2 separate regions of the Mus musculus genome follow, and region 2 is linked to region 1. The links are chromatin contacts, called in public HiChIP or PLAC-seq maps. All regions are on one chromosome and are shown on one strand. The core of a region is the stretch at or near the end of the contact, and the rest is flanking DNA. Distances in the headings are between cores, read along the strand shown.

Region 1 (5,637 bases), core at 1,105-3,604:
AGCTTATTTTATTAAGTGCCAACAGAGAGTAACTTATACAATCCCAGGTAAATTGTAGATAGTTATTCTCTATAAGAAGGACAGTTTTTCAATTAATGTTAATTTAACTAGTATAGTGGATGGTTATTATGTATCTCATTTTTGTGTTGATTAATAATCCTCTGGAAACATTTCTATGAGTATCACTTACTGACTAACAAGATGCATGATGGAAAAAGACCCATTTAAAAAATGCCATTTTAAAATTCTGTCCTTTGGGGTAGTTGTCAGTTTCACTTCGTTGCATGGTGAGCCATGCTCCTTTTTGACATAACAATAAATAATAGCAGCCTATTCTTCAGTTCTGTAACAAAGATTGACTAAGATGACTGGTAAGTAGGGAGCAATGTCATTGTGACAGAGAATTCACATTCATCACTTGCAATCTTCCCCAGCAGGGGAGTGCACATGTCCTAGCAGGGCACAGCATCTGAGCCAAGGCTGCTGGGTTCTGGGGCTCTGCACTCAGTGCAGATATGATGGTGCCGGGAGACCCCTATATGCTTCCTCCTTGTTCAGCTAGGTCAGGTTTTCAGTTGCATTTTGTCCCCAACTCTGTGGATTTGAGGTTTTATTCCATCCCTATGGTCCTCCCTAAGTGTGGTATATTCTGTGACCGTCTTACGCTATTTAACCTGTACTATGTGTCTTAGAAGTTGAAGCTAGGACCCTGTGTATACAACATACAACATGCTTTGTTCGTTTCTTAGCTATGCTTACAGTATTTTGTTGTAGTAGAAACATGAGTCCCAGCTGTTCTGTTTTACCAATAAAGACTCAGGACTCAGACGCTGTGGTGAAAGCCTGCTAGCTCAGAGAGGCAGAGAAAGCACTCAGCTGACCTTCCTACTGCAACAACGTCCCAGAAGGAAAATTCTCCACCAACGCCCCAGAAAACCCTTCTCCTCAACGTTCAGACTTTCTGTTTAATTCTGTTCACTTTCTGTCAGCCGTTTGCTTGCCCTGCCTCTTGACCTAGGGTTGACTTTATTTAGCTCTTGGAATAAAGGTGTGAGCTAGGGCTGAGTCAGACCACAAGGCTTTTTCCAGTTCACAATCTTGGGGTTCACAATGTGATCAAACATGCTACAATGGTGTCCCTCTTGCCCCCTCTTACTTGCAGTACCTGAGGCCTTGTGCATGCTAGATAATTGCTGTACTTAAGTTATAGTTCCATAGTACTGTGCTTAAATGTCTTTCTGATGCTTATGGTAGTGTGCTGCATCAAATGTTTCAGAGAGCTCAGCTGGCTTGTTTCCTCCTCACACACTGTACTTTTGGATGTGAGCTAATTTTAGGGTGTGACTTTTTAGATAGTGTATATGTTACATTAGCAGAGGCATATGCTACATAGAGACAGTGTAACCAGTTAGCTAGCTATTGTTCTGGAGGAAAGCTCTGAAATGCTCCATTTTAAACTGAAGATTCTACAGATTCAGAAGCCAACAGATTTTCTAGCATTGAAGCGGGCATCTTGTCCCTGCATCCTGAGAAGGAATAATGGTTATCTTGAAATAGAGACATTGACACGGGAATATGGGTATCCTTACACATACTGCAAAGTCTTATGATTCCTTATTTTTTCTGTTTTGTTTTATCCCATACTTATTCTCCCTTTATTTCATGGTAACAGGATTATTTTTGTAGATCGGAAACAAACAAGGCATATTCAAAATAATTCAAGATTCGTTCACATTGTAATAAATGATACTATTGGCAAAACAGTTTTTCATGTTAACAGAGCTATACATACCTTTTAAAATTAATATTTTCTGATCTATCATGTTTTGGTTCTTTGTCTCTCACTCCTATTTCTTCATGTCTGGTCGCTAATGTTGTGTAGTAGAATATATTCCAGTGGTGCCTTTTGAATGGTTTAATGACTGATATGTTATACATGAACACCTTTCCTGTGCTTTCCCATTGTTTTCACTTTTCTCTCATCATTTTCTATGACTTGGTCACAATTTGGTTTTAGTATGTTTTGAAAATAAAATTCATTCTGACATAGCTATGGTGCTTAATCTTAGTTGTCAACTTGGTTGGATTGAGAAATACCTAGGGCACACTGCTTCTGGTTCTCTCTCTCTCTCTCTCTCTCTCTCTCTCTCTCTCTCTCTCTCTCTGTGTGTGTGTGTGTGTGTGTGTGTGTGTGTGTGTGTGTGTGTGTGTGTTTGTGTGTGTAACCACAGACAATTTGCATGTGAGACAGAGAACTATGGAGGAAGGCCTACACAAAATGTTAGCAACATTGACTAATAGGCTGGAGGCTAGAGTGGGACATGAAGTGGAAGATAGGGGTGCTCCTAGGGCCTCACCAGCTCCTTTCTCCATGAGTGGGTGTGTTGATATTGTCTACAAACATTGGGATCCAGATAGTTCCACTTTTGAGTGTGGATTCACACCAGCAGCATTCCAGGAAGCTTCTAGATCTTAGCATAGGACTGGGGTTGCATCATCTCTCTCTTTTGCTCTGAGGTTCTCGACTTCTTCTTCGTTCCGTGGCTGTCCAGATAGCAGATGCTACTGTGGAGCTCTGAAGCCTCTGATCATGCAAGCCATCCTAATACACAGTAAGCTCCTCACAGACCTCCCATAACTGCTTTTAGACTGCACTGGTTCTGTTCCATTGAATATATTTTCTCACGAGTTGTGGTAGTCACCATTGACTTTTATTGAATATTTAATTCATTAATATTTACCAACCACACAGGCAATGCCTACAGCCTATTTTCCTCTCAGCCCCATTTATACTGTTGCCTAGCTAGACTTAGCTCAAGCACAATGTATATTTCAGTATTGAATGTGTGAATGATTATGATTTGTGCTCATTCATTTTCTTGTTGCTTGCCCTCCTAAATACACCTTTGTTCTCTCGGTGCTTCTCACTCTTTCTCAGTGAGTCCCAACCTGTAATTTCTATTCCATGTACTCCATTCCCCTCTTTATTTCCCTTAAGACTTCTTCCTTTCCTCTCATGATCCCTTTCTGGTTTTATGACCCTGCCATGTAAATAATGCTCTACATATGCATATCTATGTACATATATTGCATACACATATGAACACATATGTAATATATGTATATATATTTGTATAAAAATATATTATTTTGAAAGCATGGAAAATAGTAGGGTTTGAGTTTTTCCTCCTAGTAAATAATAAACATGGGCTGTTTGTTCAATTCTAATAATTATTTTATATTTTAGTATATTACATGCACTAAATGCTCTGTATTGAATAATTTTCTATATCTTCTTATTTTGCTTAACATAAGTATTTCCAATTACACCAATTTTTATGAAAACATTAAGATTTCCTTTCTTCTGTTTTATTAAAACTTGATTCTTTTCTCATACAATATATCATGACTACAGCTTCTGCTCCGTCCGTTCCTCTCAGCTCCTCCCCACCTTCCACCTCATCTGGAGCCATTCCTTCTCAGTATCTTATTAGAAAAGAACAAACTTCTAAGAGATAACAAACAAACATGACAAAATAAAATAGAATAAAATAAAATAAAATAATCACATCAAAGTTGGATAAGGCAAATGAACAGAAGGAAAAGAGCCCAAAAGAAGGCTCAGGAGTCAAAGACCCACTCGTTCACACACTCAGGACTCTCATATAACACTAAACTGAAAGCCATGGTATACACACTGAGGACCTAGTGAAGACCTGTGCAGGCCCTGTGCTTGCTGCCCCAGTCTCTGTAAAGTCATATAAACTTTGCTCAGTTGATTTAGGGAGCCATATCTTCCAGGTATCTTCCAAACCCTATTACTCTTACGTTCTTTCTGTCCTCTCTTCCATGGTCCTTGAGCACTAAGGGGAGGGATTTGGTGGAGACATCCCATCTAGAGCTGAGTGTGCAAAGATCTCTCTCTCTCTCTCTCTCTCTCTCTCTCTCTCTCTCTCTCTCTTCAAGATGTCTGGCTATTGATCTCTGTATTTGTTCCCATCTGCTGTAGGAGGCAGCTTCTCTGCTGAAAGCTGAAGAAGGCACGGATTTGTGATTATGGTAGAATATCATTAGAAGTCAGTTTTATCACAAGTTTTTTTAAAAATTTTTTTATTTAATTTTTTATTTAAAAGGTCAGTAGTATTTGGGTTTACCCTAAGTTTGTGGATTACCCAGTTTCTGGTTCTTGGTCACCCAGTCAGTGTCGAGTATGGATTCCAACTCAGGCAGTGGGCCTTAAGTCAAACCAACACTGGTTGGTTTCTCCCACAAGGTTTGTGCTACTCTTGCTGTAGCAGATTTTTACAGTCAAGTCAGCATTCTTTTTTCCCATTACTTTATTTATTTATTCACTTTACATCCCAATTGCTGCCCCACGCCTGAAGGTGTCCCCCTCACATAGTCCCCCCATCCCTCCTCCCCTCCTTATCTGAGAAGGTGCAGGCCCTCTCCTGGGCATTTCCCACTTTGGCACATCAAAAGACAGTGTTCTTGATCAAACATTTTGTGGCTGGGTTGGTGTATATGTTTTTTCTTTCTTTTTTTATTTTTATGGCTGCATTAACTTACATTGTGTGTGTATATTGCTTTATGATCAGTTCTTCTGGTTAGCCAATTTCAAGGCATATTTCAAATATTGTTAGGAAGGGTTCATAGTAGACTTTCCTTACAGCTAGTTTATCCCCACTGAGCATTCAAGCTTGGCATCTTGACTGACCACACAGGAATTTGAGTAAGTGCATATTACTTAGGGGTCTGTGAATTACAATACTTTCCAGTTCTGCTTCAGTTAGGAGAATCGTGTAGCCATGTTTCCACTTAGTCATTTCTTCATTGGTATTGCTTAGGTCAGTATCACATAGTCTCTCCCTCTGATGTTCAACTCAGCATTTTCTCCAAGGACATAAGTATGCAGTATGTTCTGTCTGTCTGACTGACTGACTGACTATCTTCTTCTTCCTCTCTCTTCCCGTGTGTGTGTGTGTGTGTGTGTGTGTGTGTGTGTGTGTGTTCAACTTCATGGTCTTTGTCATTGAATTTCAGCCACCTTGGCTTCCTTAAACTTATATCTGGGTGAGTGTGCTGCTATGTTTCAGCTACTCCTTTTTATGTAGTTGGGAAAGCATGGGGGAATATTAGGGTTTATCTTTTCTTCCTGTTTAGAAATTATAGACTTATGCATTCGTTCAATGGACGATTGTTTTATATTTAGTTCTGATTTGTAATTATCTCCCGGAAGACAGATTTTGTAACAGTTACTCCATCATAGCCAGAAGATGAAAGTTAAAATTATCTTTCCCCAAATGCACATTTTTAATGATTTTTGGAATGTTTAATACCTAATTAAGAACTAACAAAGCCTATAGAACTACTCTATTAGACAACAACTTGTTAACTATATTTCTAAAAAAGAGACAAGGGTGGAAAATTTACATAGGGTTTAGTGGTGAGATTTTTGTCTTCATTATCTTTGTTTTATAAGATACTGTTCAATAAGCAGTAGTCATTTAACTTTCAATTATAGAGTTAGTTGGTGATATCTGAAAAGTTTTGCTTAGTGTACAGTATAGTAGGGACTATCTCCCAGTCTTTGTAGATAACACACCTTTAATAATTCCTGCTGAAATGGATTTAAAT
Region 2 (5,637 bases), core at 1,661-4,160, 380 kb after region 1:
ATGAGAAGTAACTTCTGACGAAAGGAAATGTTCCATATACCATTGTAACAGGAAAGTGTCAGCGCCTCAGTGTCATTAGAGAATGTCTATTAATTCAGACTTGTGCATGCCTGGTGTCCTCCCTAACTTCAGCATTTATAGTTTCCATGATTTTTGTGTAGATCACTGAAAAAGAAAAATGATGTTAGCCTACGATTGATTAGAAAGAGTATAGCCATTTTCAAATATCCTTAAAATCACAAACCTTCACATTCTGAAAGTGGCCAACCTGGTGGCCGTGCAGATATCCAAGTATTGCATCTAAAACCCACACAACTCCAGTGGATACCAATGTACCTTTTCCTGCAGAATAAGAATATTCCAGGCTATCAAGATGGCATGGTGGGTTAAAAACAGAACAAAACAAAACACCTTAATCCTAGAAATCTACTACATTATTGGAATCTAGAGGAACAGCAGCAAGGGAGCTGAGAACGGTAGGATTGTGGACCAGCACAGAGACACCCTAAATATTTACAGGAGAATCCTGAGTCTCTGAAGCCATTTCTAAGTCATTCTTTCCTAGTGAAGTTCCAGCCTTGAAAGATCAGAGGTTGGGACTGCTCTAGACTTCCTGGTGCAGACTTTATTTGCCTACTTGCTAATAAATGCCTGCATACATGGCAACATCTTCCTTTCTCCTTTGGTTTGTCATTGCACCTTAATGGATACAGTGACATCCCAGACCGCGGGCATAGACTCTGGGTTTCTAATTGTCAGGAGATATCAACATTTATCACATGAACCTTCCAACTATGAAAGGCAGTACTGATGCAAAGTTTTCAACATGACAAGTTTTTAATTAAATAACTGTGAAAGTAGATATAACAAAGATTGTGGGGTTTGTGGGAAAGTTTACTTTGGCTTTTGCTTTTTATTTAATTTTTCTATTTTTGGCATTTTAAAAACAGTTGTGAAAACTGTATGATTCTTTTGTTGTCCATTTTATTTCATTTATTATTTATTAATACATGTCTTTCCTTTTGACTACGAGAAGAGAAATCACTACTAATCCAAAATGACCACACAGCATGAGGAGGTGTGGACTATTGCTGTCACGCCATGGTACAAAACATGGGAATTATTTATTATTAAGTCCCTCCACCAATACAAAAAATTCTTTTTATAGTCTGGGAAGTTTTGAAAGTACTTATAAGAAGGACAAAGTGGTTGGTTTCCTGGTGTTCAATAAGTAATTGGGACAGTGACAGGAACTAAAGGAGATGTCTGAGGTGAACTGAGGCAGGCTTTGAGAACCTGAAGAACAAAATGGTGGAGCAGGCAGGTGTACAGACAGGCAGTCTTCTTCCAGAAGGACTTAGACCGGTGAGAAGGGAAAGGAAGAGTGAAAAGTCTCACTTGCCATTTTTAAAAAATATTTTTATTAGGTATTTTCCTCATTTACATTTCCAATGCTATCCCAAAAGTCCCCCATACCCTCCCCCACCCCCCTACCCACCCACTCCCACTTTTTGGCCATGGTGTTCCCCTGTACTGGGGCATATAAAGTTTGCAACTCCAACGGGCCTCTCTTTCCAGTGATGGCCGACTAGGCCATCTTTTGATACATGTGCAGCTAGAGTCAAGAGCTCCCGGGTACTGGTTAGTTCATAATGTTGTTCCACCTATAGGGTTGCAGATCCCTTTAGCTCCTTGGATACTTTCTCTAGCTCCTCCATTGGGAGCCCTGTGATCCATCCAATAGCTGACTGTGAGCATCCACTTCTGTGTTTGCTAGGCCCTTGCATAGTCTCACAAGAGACAGCTATATCTGGGTCCTTTCAGCAACATCTTGATAGTGTATGCAATGGTGTCAGCATTTGGAAGCTGATTATGGGATGGATCCCCTTGCTTACCATTTTTATTCAAGCTGAAATGGCAATTTGGCTAAGTTTCTGCTAGACTATAGCATCAAGAAAGGGGTCTCAAGGAGCAGCCAAGAAGGGAAAAAGAATGAGTATGCTTGCTCTTGTGTGTGTGCAAGTGCTCAAGTTAGGAGCTGACAGATTCAGATGTGTGAGATTAACCTAGTGGTAACACCTGTGCACCTTTAAGGAATTACCAACACACTAAACTTCTTACAGATGCATTGGGTGTATAGAAAATAATACAGGAAAATGTGTTGCATCGTTAAGGACTTTGCTTTAATCTTTAAGTCACTTCTTCACCATTCTTTTTTTTTTTTCCTCATACATTTCAAAGCAAACAACAAATGATTTTATATGTGGGTAAAATTTAGAGGTGCAACCACAGTATTATTGCTGGAGTATATTTGGTTTCAGTGTTTAACAGGAACTGACTCTATGTAAACGTTCAAATAACATAAAACAATATTAATACCAATAACAGCAGGTATAGGGTAATGTGCAAAACCAGAGAGCTTTTCCAAAGAATGAAATATGCAGAGAATGTCTATGAAACACCAAGAGGAAGCAAACAAAGACAGAAATGGGAGGAACACTGCAGTGATGGTTCAACCATTAGAGAATAGCCCCAACACACACACACACACACACACACACACACACACACACACACACACACGAGAGAGAGAGAGAGAGAGAGAGAGAGAGAGAGAGAGAGAGAGAGAGAGAGAGAGAGAGAGAGAGAGAGGCGGAAGTGGGAACTAAACAACCCCTGCTTCCAAATGCTATAGCAAGTGAGGACTGTTTAGCCACCACATCTTCAGGCATCATCACAGATAGGTCCAAACCTGAGCCCTGCCATCTGCCCCAAGTGTTTCTGCTTTTCCGGGCTGGGCTTGCTCCTTGGTCATCTGTGAATGGAATTCCAGAGATCATAGAAGTTTCCCGACAGTTTGCAATCACGGAAGTGTGTCAGCTCCCTGCAAATGAGAAGCGTTGTTACTCTACCGCTGTTATGATGGCAATGCTCTGTTGTATGCATGTGTATTCACGTCCAGTGCTGGTGTATAGCTAACCTTGACATAAACACGTCCATTCTAAGACTTTCAAGGTTCCATTCAATTACAAAATATGGCTTTGGTTGAGACATTTCTTTCGGGATCTTTTGAGAGTCGCTGGATTTTATGTCTGAGGAAATGGCTTTTAAGCATTATTTTAGAGGGACACGTGGAAATATGTGATCCATACAGCACTGAGAGGTCTTGCATGCAACAACCTTCTCTTCACAGTGGCCCTGGTAGCTCCTCCCCTTCTCCATTTCGTTCGTTCTCGGTCACCAATTTAGTACATGCACTGGCTTTCAAATGTTATCTGTGTAAATTCATCTTCCACAGCTGGACACTTTCAAGAGTTTTTGTTTCCTGTGTGGTGAAGCAGCTTTCCCCTAACGACTGTTTCCCATCAGTGCCCACAAGACCTACCTTCTTAACCACTGGTTCAACGGTTTCTTACCACTTCCACCTCTCCATAGAAGCTGCATTCAGGACGAGTCTCACAAATCTTTGTTCCCTAGGCTGTGAGACTGATAACGTCTCACAGGACTTGACCTTTGATGAACAATTTTCATCTGACCCTAAAAGTACAACTGTCAAATACTAGCAGATGACACCCCAAATAAAAACAAACCCTTGTCTGTTTCAAATTCCCTACAAGGTAGTGATCGGTGCCACTGCTCTGGGTAGTAGACGCCTTTGCATTTGTCTAATATCGAAGGATTTTTTTTTATTTACTTAAAATAAAAATGTTCCATGTTAATTATTACTCCAAGAACAAATTATTAATATCATACCCATGTTTCTTAAAAAGAAAGTATTCGAAAACAGTATTTAGAAATAATTTTAACCACTGATTTTTAAAACATGAAATTAACTTGGATCATTTTTCATAAATCAAGTAATTACTAAAGTTCAATATCAGTCTATATATAATATCTTGCCCTTGGCACTAATCTTGTTTTGTAATTTTTGCCTTTATGTCATCAATGTCTAGGTCATTTCCAAAAGATTTTATCTTAATAGTGTTAGAATAGAATTACTTCTGGATCAAAGTATATCCTGATTTCCAAATCTGCTATGCAGAGAATGACACTATCCAATATATCTTCATGCAAGCATGGATGCTGAAGCAAATGGAGAAGTATGACTGTCCCAAGAAGAGGTGGAAGCACAAGTTGGTGTTTATTACTGCCCTACCCACAGAGCATGAATATGCCACAGAAGGATAATTTTTCTCATCAACAGAGTCTCTCATACACAGCTGCCAATATGTCAGCATTTGTTTCCTCCTACATTCTTTCTGATGTAGTCAAGCAGATTTCTCCATCCCAAGTCTTCTCATAGACTTTGATTTGGCAATGCTGTGAACTCCCCCAGAGTGGTATCCAACTCTGGCCTCTAGAAGCACCTCCGATGCTATGAAGAGTTTTGGGATCTATTAATATGTAAAGTGAACCAATAATTAATGTCCCATAGGATTGTTTGTGTGGGGTGATATAATCACTGAATTATCTGTTTCTCAGTATCTACTACTCCTCTAAAAAAAAAAAAATGCCTCGATCTCTCGCTGAGAACTCTTCCTGTTCTGTCCCATAAAGTTCATGATATTCTTTCCAGTTCAGCCCCAGCAAAGACATATTTTCTCTGAATATTTGGCATTGTTACTCACCAGCAGTAAAACCTTTTACAGTATAATCAGATATATGGGGACAACTATAGAGCAATCATAATTTTTTTAAAGTGATATCGTTTCATAGCGTAGCTTGACCTTTGATAGGATTATCCCTTCTGCTGGAGTATACCAAACCAATTTGTTCCTCCTAAAGTCCTGTATATTCTTTGGTTCTAATCTAAATGGACTCTTGTCTCTGGGCTGAAATACTTAGTTCTTTCATCAGGACAAAATCACTCCCCTAAAAGTCCATAAAGACTCCTCACAAATATTTTGAAGTATGTCTTGTACTAGTGTCTAGTTGCTTCAGCTCATATATAAAGTAAAATACGCTAGTGTGATGGATATATTATTATGGAGGTTCTTCTAGAAAGTACACAGAATTACGTTAGACAATGATTAACGACACAAAAAAATAGATACATGTATGTCCATTTGGGAATGGTTGTTACTATAATAGAACCCTCAGTGATGATAATATTAACACATAAATAATTATTTATTTCATGGAAGAATTACAAGATACATACTATATTTAGTAAATACATACAGAAAAATAGTATGTTATCTTTTACTTAAATACACCAAATTTTAGAGCTTATATTTTACTAATTTTTTATATGCCTGCACACTTCTTAAAAATCTTTGTGCACACACACGTGCATGTTTGTGTGCATGTGCCTCTGTGTGTGTGTGTGTTTTCTTGAGTATGAGTGCAAATGTGAACATGCCTCATTCACATATGGAAGTTAGAAGACATCCTTCTTTGAGACAGTCTTATGTACTTTGTTGTGTAAAGCAGGAGAGCTGGCCAGCAAGCAACTGATTCCATGTCTCTCCACCTTCCTTTGAGAGAAACTTTGGGATAACAGATACACTGACAAGCCCCTCTTCTATTTAGTTCTAAGGATCCAAACATAGATCCTCACGTTCACTCAGCAAGTTCTTTACCCACTGAGTCATCTCTCCAGTTTTTACCTTCTCTTAATTAACTTAATGGAAAATG

Evidence for each region. HiChIP or PLAC-seq counts read pairs in DNA pulled down with a chosen protein or histone mark.
Region 2: an H3K4me3 HiChIP or PLAC-seq map of the SCID.adh cell line shows a contact between it and region 1, with 10 read pairs. The contact joins two enhancer-like sites. A contact is called at or near these places in 1 of 15 datasets of contacts at CTCF or cohesin (pro-B cells) and 3 of 115 datasets of contacts at active chromatin or transcription factors (the SCID.adh cell line, large pre-B cells and pro-B cells).

What each region holds. Positions count from the first base shown.
Region 1 is chr1:137,426,992-137,432,628 of GRCm38.p6, forward strand. No RefSeq gene overlaps it. Among named protein-coding and RNA genes, the nearest start is that of Gm34244, 76 kb to the left of the region's middle. Within about 2 kb of position 2,355, at least 10 of the 459 cell types and tissues checked have an H3K27ac peak or open chromatin away from gene starts, as enhancers often do. A contact at or near this core is called in the SCID.adh cell line, where this site is marked.
Region 2 is chr1:137,803,646-137,809,282 of GRCm38.p6, forward strand. No RefSeq gene overlaps it. Among named protein-coding and RNA genes, the nearest start is that of Gm34306, 39 kb to the left of the region's middle. Within about 2 kb of position 2,911, at least 83 of the 459 cell types and tissues checked have an H3K27ac peak or open chromatin away from gene starts, as enhancers often do. A contact at or near this core is called in the SCID.adh cell line, where this site is marked.